Linked DNA regions of Mus musculus: region 1 is linked to region 2. The links are chromatin contacts, called in public HiChIP or PLAC-seq maps. All regions are on one chromosome and are shown on one strand. Each heading gives the region's core, a stretch centred on a gene start, on an enhancer-like site or on the middle of the called end of the contact. The rest is flanking DNA. Distances are from core to core; before and after follow the strand shown.

Region 1 (4,077 bases), core at 385-2,884, 350 kb after region 2:
CTCTGCAGCCGTCTCCACTTTAAGGTCTCTCTAAACCCAGGGATCCCCTTTCTCTGCCTCACCAAATCTGTGAGGAGTTTACTAAACCATACCTTTGTACCTCTGAGGGAGGTGGCAGGAGGACCAAGTAGGTCTCCTTGTCCCAGGCTGGGGCCCTGAACCCCAGACTTTCCTGCCTCCAGCCTTCCAAGTTGATTAAGGACATGTTACCACCATACCCAGCTAAAGCAGCGGCACTTATTATTTCACAGTGTGTGTGGGTTGAGTATTTTGGCGAAGCCAATTGTGTCCTCTCTCTGTTTTCCTCGAAGTCATGGTCACCCAGAACCTTGAATTTAAATAGGAAGGGTCTGCTTTTTAGCTCTCTCTTGGGACTCATGGAGGAAAGGAAGGACAGTTGACCCCAGTTGTCACCCACATTTAAAATTCTGAAAATGTGGAGGATAAATGAATCTGGGGCAGTGAGATTATACCCTGGGCTTTAGATGTGTCCAACTCAGTATGCCTGAGTGAATGCCTCACATTCAGCTTGCTTCAGAATGAAGGGACGTGGACTTCCCACAGTTCTCAGAGGAAGGTAATGGGCACTGTCTCTGTAAACAGAGAAGAAAATGGAAGTTGAAATGAGTTGGCCAGGATCCCATAGCTAGTAACTAGAAAAATTTTTATGACTGGTTATTTGCATAGAAGGATTAAAAGAAGATAGGCTGTAAATGAATGGATGCTTTTTACTGATAGTAGTAACTAGTTTAATACATGATTTGTCTCATGTTTTGCTACGATTCTAACTCATAACAATGATTTTTGAGACCGCTCAGTGTGTGAGCCTCTCTGTTACTCAGATCCCAATTAAGTGCATACCCAGCAGAATGGAAGTCGGAAGCTCTGGCCTTCATTTTCAGTGTCATTGAAAAGAATCAGGGAAGGAAAAGAACCTCTTCCGTGTTTGCTGACTGTCTCTTGATTACTCTAGGAAAAAGTTGGTTGAATTTATTCCATTGGCCCTAAGTTATCTTTCCTTTAGAGTCATTTTAATTCAGGGTCCCTTCTTTTTCACTGTGAAAGCTGGCAGTTCATAGATGAATTTTCTCTTTATTTTTCTCTTCTCTGTGTCAGCTTGTTTTGTTGTGTTGTTTTTGTTTTTTGAGACAGGATTTCTCAGTGTAGTCTTTGGATGTCCTGAAACTCCCTCTGTAGACCATGCTGGCCTCAAACTCAGAGATCCACCTTCATCTGCCTTCCAAGTGCCAGGATTAAAGGTTTGTGCAAAGGCAGGCTTACAAATCCGACACTTCGCTGTTTATTGAAATGGATGGAAAGGAACAAACCAAAGGAAGTGCTAAAAGGCAGGCTGGGCATGTGTGGTAGGGACTGCCTCTCCAAACTTTAAACACTTCAAACCTTGTGTTTTTGGCTTTCTACCTGCTAACGACAGCTAGCTAAAAGGCAGGTCTCTTTTCTGCATTAGCAAGCAGTTTTGCTTTTCAGAGGAAGGGCTGGCGGAAGCCTTGGAATGTGCCTCTGTCTTCTAGGCTGCTGTTACACAGCCTTGAAAACAACTATGGAGCAAAGGGCAGCCAGTCCCTCTGCTCACTGCTTCCTTGGAAGACAGATCATGTGTGCCATTGCTTACATCTTTTTATTGTGATGAAATTTAAGTCTTATGTGATGAAACAAAGTCTTATTTGGCAGAGTCAGTAGTACAGCTTGCTGCTTTTTGATAAGACTTGTGTTCTAGCCAGGCCTTGAAGTTCTGCCCTTTAACACACTCTGTCTTGGGTGTAGGTGTTGCTTGCCCTCTTTGTGACCGGTGTGCTGCTATTGCCCTGAGGACTGAAGTCAGTGTGTCCATTCCTGCACAGGAGTCGGCCATTTCCCTATGAAATTGTAGCCTGTTAATTTGCTAGCTTGTGAATAGGGCAATCCTGAGACCCTTTGTAGTTCTAGTAGAATATCTACTGGAGAATACTACAATAATGAAAATGATCAGTTTGGGTGCTGGAACAAACCAGTGGCTTTTTCTCTCTCACGCTGTCCCTTTCTCATTTCACATCTACTCAGTCAGCAGGTCCTGTCACCCCAGCCCTGTTACCATAGCCTCCTGTACTCTGTTTGATGAGATATTCTTTTTAGACAGATATAATACATAGTCTCTGGTTTGTAGCTCCTAGATTGTGTATAGATACATAAAATAGATGCATGTGACTGTGATGTGAAAGTAGATGCAACACTGCCCAGTGGGACAAAGGGGACTGATGGGAGGGAGGGGCATGGAGAGAGGGAGCTCATACACACTGGACACTTGAAGGAAAACTTGAAAAGGCAAAGAAGAAAGGTCTTTAAACAACATACTCCTGTTGTTATGTGCTCCAGTGCCAGAGACCCGTACTGCTGTTTTCTCTGTGTGACGTTTTTCTCCTGGGGAATTTCTCTTACTTTTCAGTGGGTTTTCAGAGTGCTTTGTAATAATCCCTTTCCCTCCCTCCCTCCCTCCCTCCCTCCCTTTCTTGTTTCTTTTTCCTGTTTGTTTGTTTGTTTGTTTGTTTGTTTGAAACAGATTCACTCTGTGTAGCCCTGGCTGTCCTGGAATTTGCTGTGTAGATCAGGGTGGCCTCAAACCCAGAGATCTGTCTACCTCTGCCTTCCAAGTGCTGATACTAAAGAGGCAATCCACCACTGCCTGGGAGTCGCTTGTTCTTAACTGAAAGGATCTGAAAGTGTTTAAAGCAAGGTTGATTTTAAACATTTTATGTAACTTAAGTCTGATAAAGGTTAATGGTTGGAGCCTAACACCTGTGACACCACCCCTTAGGGAGTTAAGGCTTGAGAAGTTCAGGGCTAGCCTAGGAGGTAGGTAGGTAGGGTGTGTGTGTGTGTGTGTATCTGTCTGTCTGTGAATGTGTATATAGCAAGACTATCAAACAAACAAAAAGAAGTAAGTATGGAGTAATAATGGAATTTGGGAATTGAAACAATCTAGGAGGAGTGTCAGACTAAATGTATTAATACCACTGGGCAGACAGCCAATTGTGAACCACCCAACATGGGTGCTAGGAAGAGAACTCAGGGCCCCTGGAAGAGCAACCACCAAGCCCCTTCACCAACTATTTCCCTAGACAGCTTCCAGGACGAATTCCAAGGAGATGATACTTTGAAATATCAGAAATATATCCAATTTGTGGGCAGTGGTATTACTGAAGATAACTTCTTCATAGCTTAGTTTCCAGTGTCTTGTTTTTAATCACCTGATTCATGGAACATGAAATATCATGATAAAATGAGGTATGTAATGTTTTCCTCAATTAGCAACCAGATTGTCTTAATATTAAAATGTTTATTAAGATCTGCAAAAATGTATACACTTCTAAAGAGTAGAGCGTGAGGTAGAAGGTTACACACACTCAGACACAGGCTTCCGTCAGAAACTTGGTCAGCAGTGTTTCAGGCTGAGAGCTTTCAGATTTTGGTGTATGTATGGTGGGAATTAGAACTTGGGATAGTTGGATTAGGGGATGCTAGCTTGCATTGAAACCAGTCTGGGCTATAGCATACCCACAGCTCCCAAAGCAAAACATTGAGTCTCACAGCATCTTCTCATGGCCAGCAGGTGGCACAGTCTTCCCACATCAAACAGTTGTGCTAACTAGTTATTGGACAGAGAAGGGGAGAGATGAAAGAGAGCCCGCGATTGTCCATGCCAAAGGATAATAGTGCTCAAGTTGTTTCTGTACAGTCTGGGGGCTGGTGTTTCATATATCAAGACAAGCAGTAGTCTACACTTATTTGAGTCTTGTTCTTCTGTTGCTGTTTTGAGACAGGGTCTCTTTTTTATGTAGCCCAGGTTGGCTTTGAACTCATTCATATACCTGCCTTAACCTTCCAAAGGCTAGGACTTCTGGCAGGTTGCCACCATGCCCAGCTTGAATCTGCTTCTTATGAGACTGGATTTATGCTGTTATTAAGTCAATCACCATCAGCATCTTTCTTGTAATTTTTATGAGAAACCTAAACCTTTCTTTGAGACTGTAGTTTTATTTATCTCTGGCCTGGTAGCTGACCATGAACTCCTGATTCTTT
Region 2 (4,700 bases), core at 1,914-4,413:
TTCCAATAGGAGTTTTGATCAGTCTTTTCTAAATTTTGACACCCTCCCAGTCACAATATGGTTTGCACTTTGTGAGAATTATGGTTAAAAAGAACCCACTGACAAATGAAGTGGGAGCCGAACAGTGGTGGCGCACACCTTTAATCCCAAAACTTAGGAGTCAGAGGCAGGTGGATTTCTGAGTTCGAGGCTAGCCTGGTCTACAGAATGAGTTCCAGGACAGCCAGGGCTACACAGAGAAACCCTGTCTTGAAAAAACAAACAAACAAACAAAAACAAAAAAATGAAGTAGGAAAAGGAGTTTTAAGTGGCCATCTGATACATTAAGAAGAACACAGAAAAAATATCTTAGAGGCCTCTACAATTGTGCAAGATCTGGATTTCAGAGGGGGAACACTGGTTACTTGGGAGGGCTCTGAAGACTAAGAGAATAATATATCAGTAATAATATATTCAGTGTCATTTTACAGTGTTATAATGGAGTGCTGGCAGTTCAGCTCTGTAAGGAGGTCACACTTAGTTTGTCCATGGAGGAGAGTTTATTTGCTGCTAGTCTGTCTTTTTGTTGGGACCTGAAGAAATCTATGGCTTGCAGAAATAGGGCTGTTGTGAGGCATGGTCTTCAAGTACGATGTGGCTTCTGCCAGGCTGGAAGCAGGACAGCTGATCCCTGGCTAGGCTCCACGAGACCCTCTCAAGATGGAATCTACTGCCACTCTCCTTCACGCAGACTGGGGTGGAAGACCATCAGACCGTTGCCTGAGAGTTCATCTGCTCAGTTACTTTTATTTTCTTTTTTTCTTTTCGAGAGAGGGTTTCTCTGTGTTCCCCTGGCTGTGCTGGAACTCACTCTGGAGCCCAGGCTGGCCTTGAACTCAGAAATTCGCCTGCCTCTGCCTTCCAAGTGCTGGGGTTAAAGGCGTTGTGCCACACTGCCCCGCTGCTCAGTTACTCTTATGCCCCCGGCTCTGAGTAGTTGCTATACCGGCTGCATGTGGTCTTAGGAGGTGCTACAATGTATAGGAGGCTGTTAGCCAAAGGCTGGACTCTGTCTATGGAGCTCTTAGGAGTCTGTCGCTCATGCTGGTGTGATTTTTACAATTACTATTATTACCATTATAATTATTATTATTAGTGATGTAGCCTGTAAGTAAACCAGTAACTCCCTGAGTCACCAGGTTCGACTTGTTTCTTTGGTCCTGCTATCAGGACTCAGGGAGGCCGGTGATGCCAAAGGCACATTCAGTGACCTGCTTTCCTACGCATGTTTTCCCCATCGCAGCCCCACCTCCTCCACTGACTGATGACTGCACCAAGGCTGGACAGTGCCCGAAGTCTGCTGAGAAGGAATTAAAGCTATGTAAACTGATAGGTTTTCCTTTATTTCTTCTTTTCTTTTTTCTTTTCTTTTTTTTTTTGCTTCTCCCTTAATGACTCCTGTCTTGTTTTTTAATTACAATAAAGCTCTTTTTTTTTAAATTTTAACAGATTTTGGAGCAATTTCCTGGTGTTATGGAGCCCAGGGAAACAGTCTAAATCATATGGTTTGGCTCAGCTAGGAGGAGGACCCAAAAGAGAGGTACAGACGTGAGGACAGAGTCAGAGTGACACCAACAGCTGGCCCCCTTATGATCAAGGCTGTCACCTTCATGCATGTTAACGGCATTTTTAGCATTAGTAGCCATCCCTTACAATAACGGTGCTCTGTAATGGGTCATAGTGAAGATCTTCTTCAGGGGTCACTCAGCCCAGCATTTCAAATGAGAAGAAACAAGTAATAAACACCCCTGTAACAAGCTGTCATTCCTCACCTTGGATTTCCAAGTCGTCAGCATCCTCAGCAGAGCCGGACTCAGAGAGCTGCGTCGAATCCCGTGAACTGAACTGGGAGCTGCTGGAGGTGACCCGGAAGCCTGTGATATTGAGATCGTCACAGTCACAGACAGGATCAAGGACAGGACCTGGCTGGGACTGAAGCTATACACCGAACTGACACTTGCTGCTGCTCCACTCAACTTTGGAGAAGCCCATCTGTGACTCCTGGCCTTAGTTCTCACCTTGGAAGCCCATTCTGAGATAAAGCTGTTTCTGATGTAGGAAACATGAGTTCTAGGGATATTCCTAGTCTATCAAGGGAAAAATAACACCATCACCAACAACACAGACCACCACAGTACTGTCTTCTGACAGCAGCGGAACCCTGAGCTGAGGTATAACACGTCACACAGAGCAGAGGAGAGCGGCCACATGGCCCAAGCTTGTGAAGCCATAAAGAGGCGAGTACTCGGCGGCCACAGGCCTACTCACTTCCATTCTCAGTCTCCCGGTACGCAGGGAGCAGGTTTTTGGTGCGGATCTGCTGGCGCCGAAGGCGGATCTTCTGCTTCAGTTCCTGGATCTCTCGGTCACTATCTTCCTCCTCTACTTCCTCCTCTTCTAGACACTGGCTCATCATGTTGCACTTCATCAGCTCAATGGCGGCAATCAAGGACTCGGAGATGCTGAAGTGGGCGTTTTCCTGGAGGAAGGAGGACCCCAAAGATGCTGCTTGTCAGGGGACTAAAAGTATGGAACACCTTGCTGAGTTCGCTGTGGGGAAGCAGAGCTTCACAGACGTGTGCTTTCCTCAGAAATACCAGGGGAAAAGCACCTGTCTGCTGTAAGGACAGCAGGCGGGCAGACAACCTGCTCTAGAGTCTCTGGCCATGACTGTCTCATCTGCTCCATGTTCTGTATAAAAATGAGAAGAGAATCTCAGCTCTCAGCCGAAGACTTCAGTGCCAGTCTTACTCCCTGGTGCTCCGCTCAACACAATGAAACAAACTATGGTTTAAAAAAAGTCACCAAACTGCAAGCACCGGGCACATTGGTGGGAGAGGAAGTGCTTGAAGGAAGATGTAGCTCACAGAGCAGCCACAGCACATGAAGAAAATGGTAGTTCCTTAAAGAGGGTCGACACAAAACAGTATCCCTGAAGCTGATGCGATTATCTATCTACACATGGAGGAACCACCTCCACGGCCCTAATGCTAACTCAGGTGTCTGGCAGCAAACTTTCCCACCACTCTAGGGCACTGAGAAAATGCAATGGACAGCGCTGCTGTGGCATGCAGACCAGCCTCACATGGTCTGGCTAGCTGAAGCTCTGCCCAGACTATGATGGGAAACACCGCTTGCTCTGGAGAAGATGAGACACTCCCAGATCTTCTAGAGAAGTCTGATAACATGGCTTCTAAGAATGAACACTTTGAACTGAGTCAACTCCTGAGGAAGATAAAACTTGAAGTTCTATCAGCTGCTGTTTTCTCTTATGACTGCTTTAAAAAATTACTCAAAGGTATCACACACCTGTAATCAGGAGGAATCTAAAGTTTGAAGCTAGTCTGGGCTGCATAGTAAAACCCTGACTCAAAACCAACAGCAAAATGTTGCTTATAGTTATATTGAATCCATGTCTAATGCTTTTGGACCCTGCCTATTGGACACTGCAGTTCTTTCCAGATGTTTCTGATAAGACAATTGACTCTTCGCTACTAATTAAGCTGATCAAGCCAGGCCATCATCCTTGAAACAAAGGCTAATGAAAGAGAGAACATGGCAGAAATTCCAAACAGGCTCTTTTCCTAAAGTCATACATTCATACACAAAGGAGTAAGATAAATATCATGTCCCAATATAAAAGATTAGTGCACAGATATAAAGTACACATATGAGATCCCAGGAATAAATACAGAACTTGGCCAGGTGGCGCATGCCTTTGATTCCAGCACTCAGGAGGCAGAGGCAGGTGGATCTCTGAGTTTGAGGCCAGGATGGTCTACAAAGTGAGTTCCAGAACAGCCAGGGCTACACAGAGAAACCCTGTCTTGAAAAACAAAGCAAAGCAAACAAAAAAATAGAACTTGATTCTGGGAGAAGTATTTGTGTGAGGCCATGGGGTCAAAGAACAAGCTGAGCATACGCTCCCTGAAGAGTCCCCAGACGAGTTCACTGAGCTTTCCTGCAGCTCATAGCTACTCCCGAGTACTCAGAATCTCATTAGAACTGTGGCAGCAGAGACCCCACACTGCACGAGCTCCCATAGGCCAGACCCCACACTGCACAAGCTCCTAATCTGCCCCTCTGAGCGCCTCACCTTTTCCAGGTCTGCACAGCTGCCAAAGTCTTGCTCAGAGAGGTAACTGATGAGGGACTGTCCTTCTGATGGTCTTCTAAACATGCCTTCTCCTGAGCAGAGGTACTGACCACCCTCTGTGGGAATTGGAGTGTAGATATAAAATTTCAGTCTTGAAACAAAAACTTGTAACAACCAAGCTTCTTCCAGAAGTCTGATGGTCTTCTATTAAAGGCGCTCTCAACTCTTCCCAGGTGAGGGAGAATTGGATGAAGACATCTATCTTCCTTTTTTTGGTTTTTTTCGAGACAGGGTTTCTCTGTGTAGCCCTGGCTGTCCTGGAACTCACTCTGTAGACCAGCCTGGCCTCAAACTCAGAGATCCACCTGCCTCTGCCTCCCAAGTGCTGGGATTAAAAGCATGCGCCACCACGCCCAGCTGACATCTATCTTCTAATGACATTATTTAGACTCTTTAAGAGTCACAGAGCACCAAACCTCTTGGAAGGAGAATGGTGGAATAAATGTGAGACCCTAGAGATCACCCTTTTCCTATCTAAACTCATCTGTAATACACTGTCCTTCCT

The links. HiChIP or PLAC-seq counts read pairs in DNA pulled down with a chosen protein or histone mark.
Region 1: an H3K27ac HiChIP or PLAC-seq map of microglia shows a contact between it and region 2, with 4 times the contacts expected there. The contact joins two enhancer-like sites. A contact is called at or near these places in 2 of 39 promoter capture datasets (the 3T3-L1 cell line and hippocampal neurons), 4 of 115 datasets of contacts at active chromatin or transcription factors (T-cell acute lymphoblastic leukemia, embryonic forebrain, large pre-B cells and 1 more) and 1 of 9 other capture datasets (embryonic stem cells).

What each region holds. Positions count from the first base shown.
Region 1 is chr16:33,190,232-33,194,308 of GRCm38.p6, forward strand. The region is part of intron 1 of Osbpl11 (oxysterol binding protein-like 11); the gene reads left to right. Among named protein-coding and RNA genes, the nearest start is that of Osbpl11, 7.2 kb to the left of the region's middle. Within about 2 kb of position 1,635, at least 53 of the 459 cell types and tissues checked have an H3K27ac peak or open chromatin away from gene starts, as enhancers often do. A contact at or near this core is called in microglia, where this site is marked.
Region 2 is chr16:32,834,103-32,838,802 of GRCm38.p6, forward strand. It overlaps Rubcn (RUN domain and cysteine-rich domain containing, Beclin 1-interacting protein), which reads right to left. Exons shown (of 19, transcript NM_172615.4): 8 at 4,136-4,251; 9 at 2,308-2,518; 10 at 1,812-1,913. Among named protein-coding and RNA genes, the nearest start is that of Smbd1, 26 kb to the left of the region's middle. Within about 2 kb of position 3,164, at least 2 of the 459 cell types and tissues checked have an H3K27ac peak or open chromatin away from gene starts, as enhancers often do. A contact at or near this core is called in microglia, where this site is marked.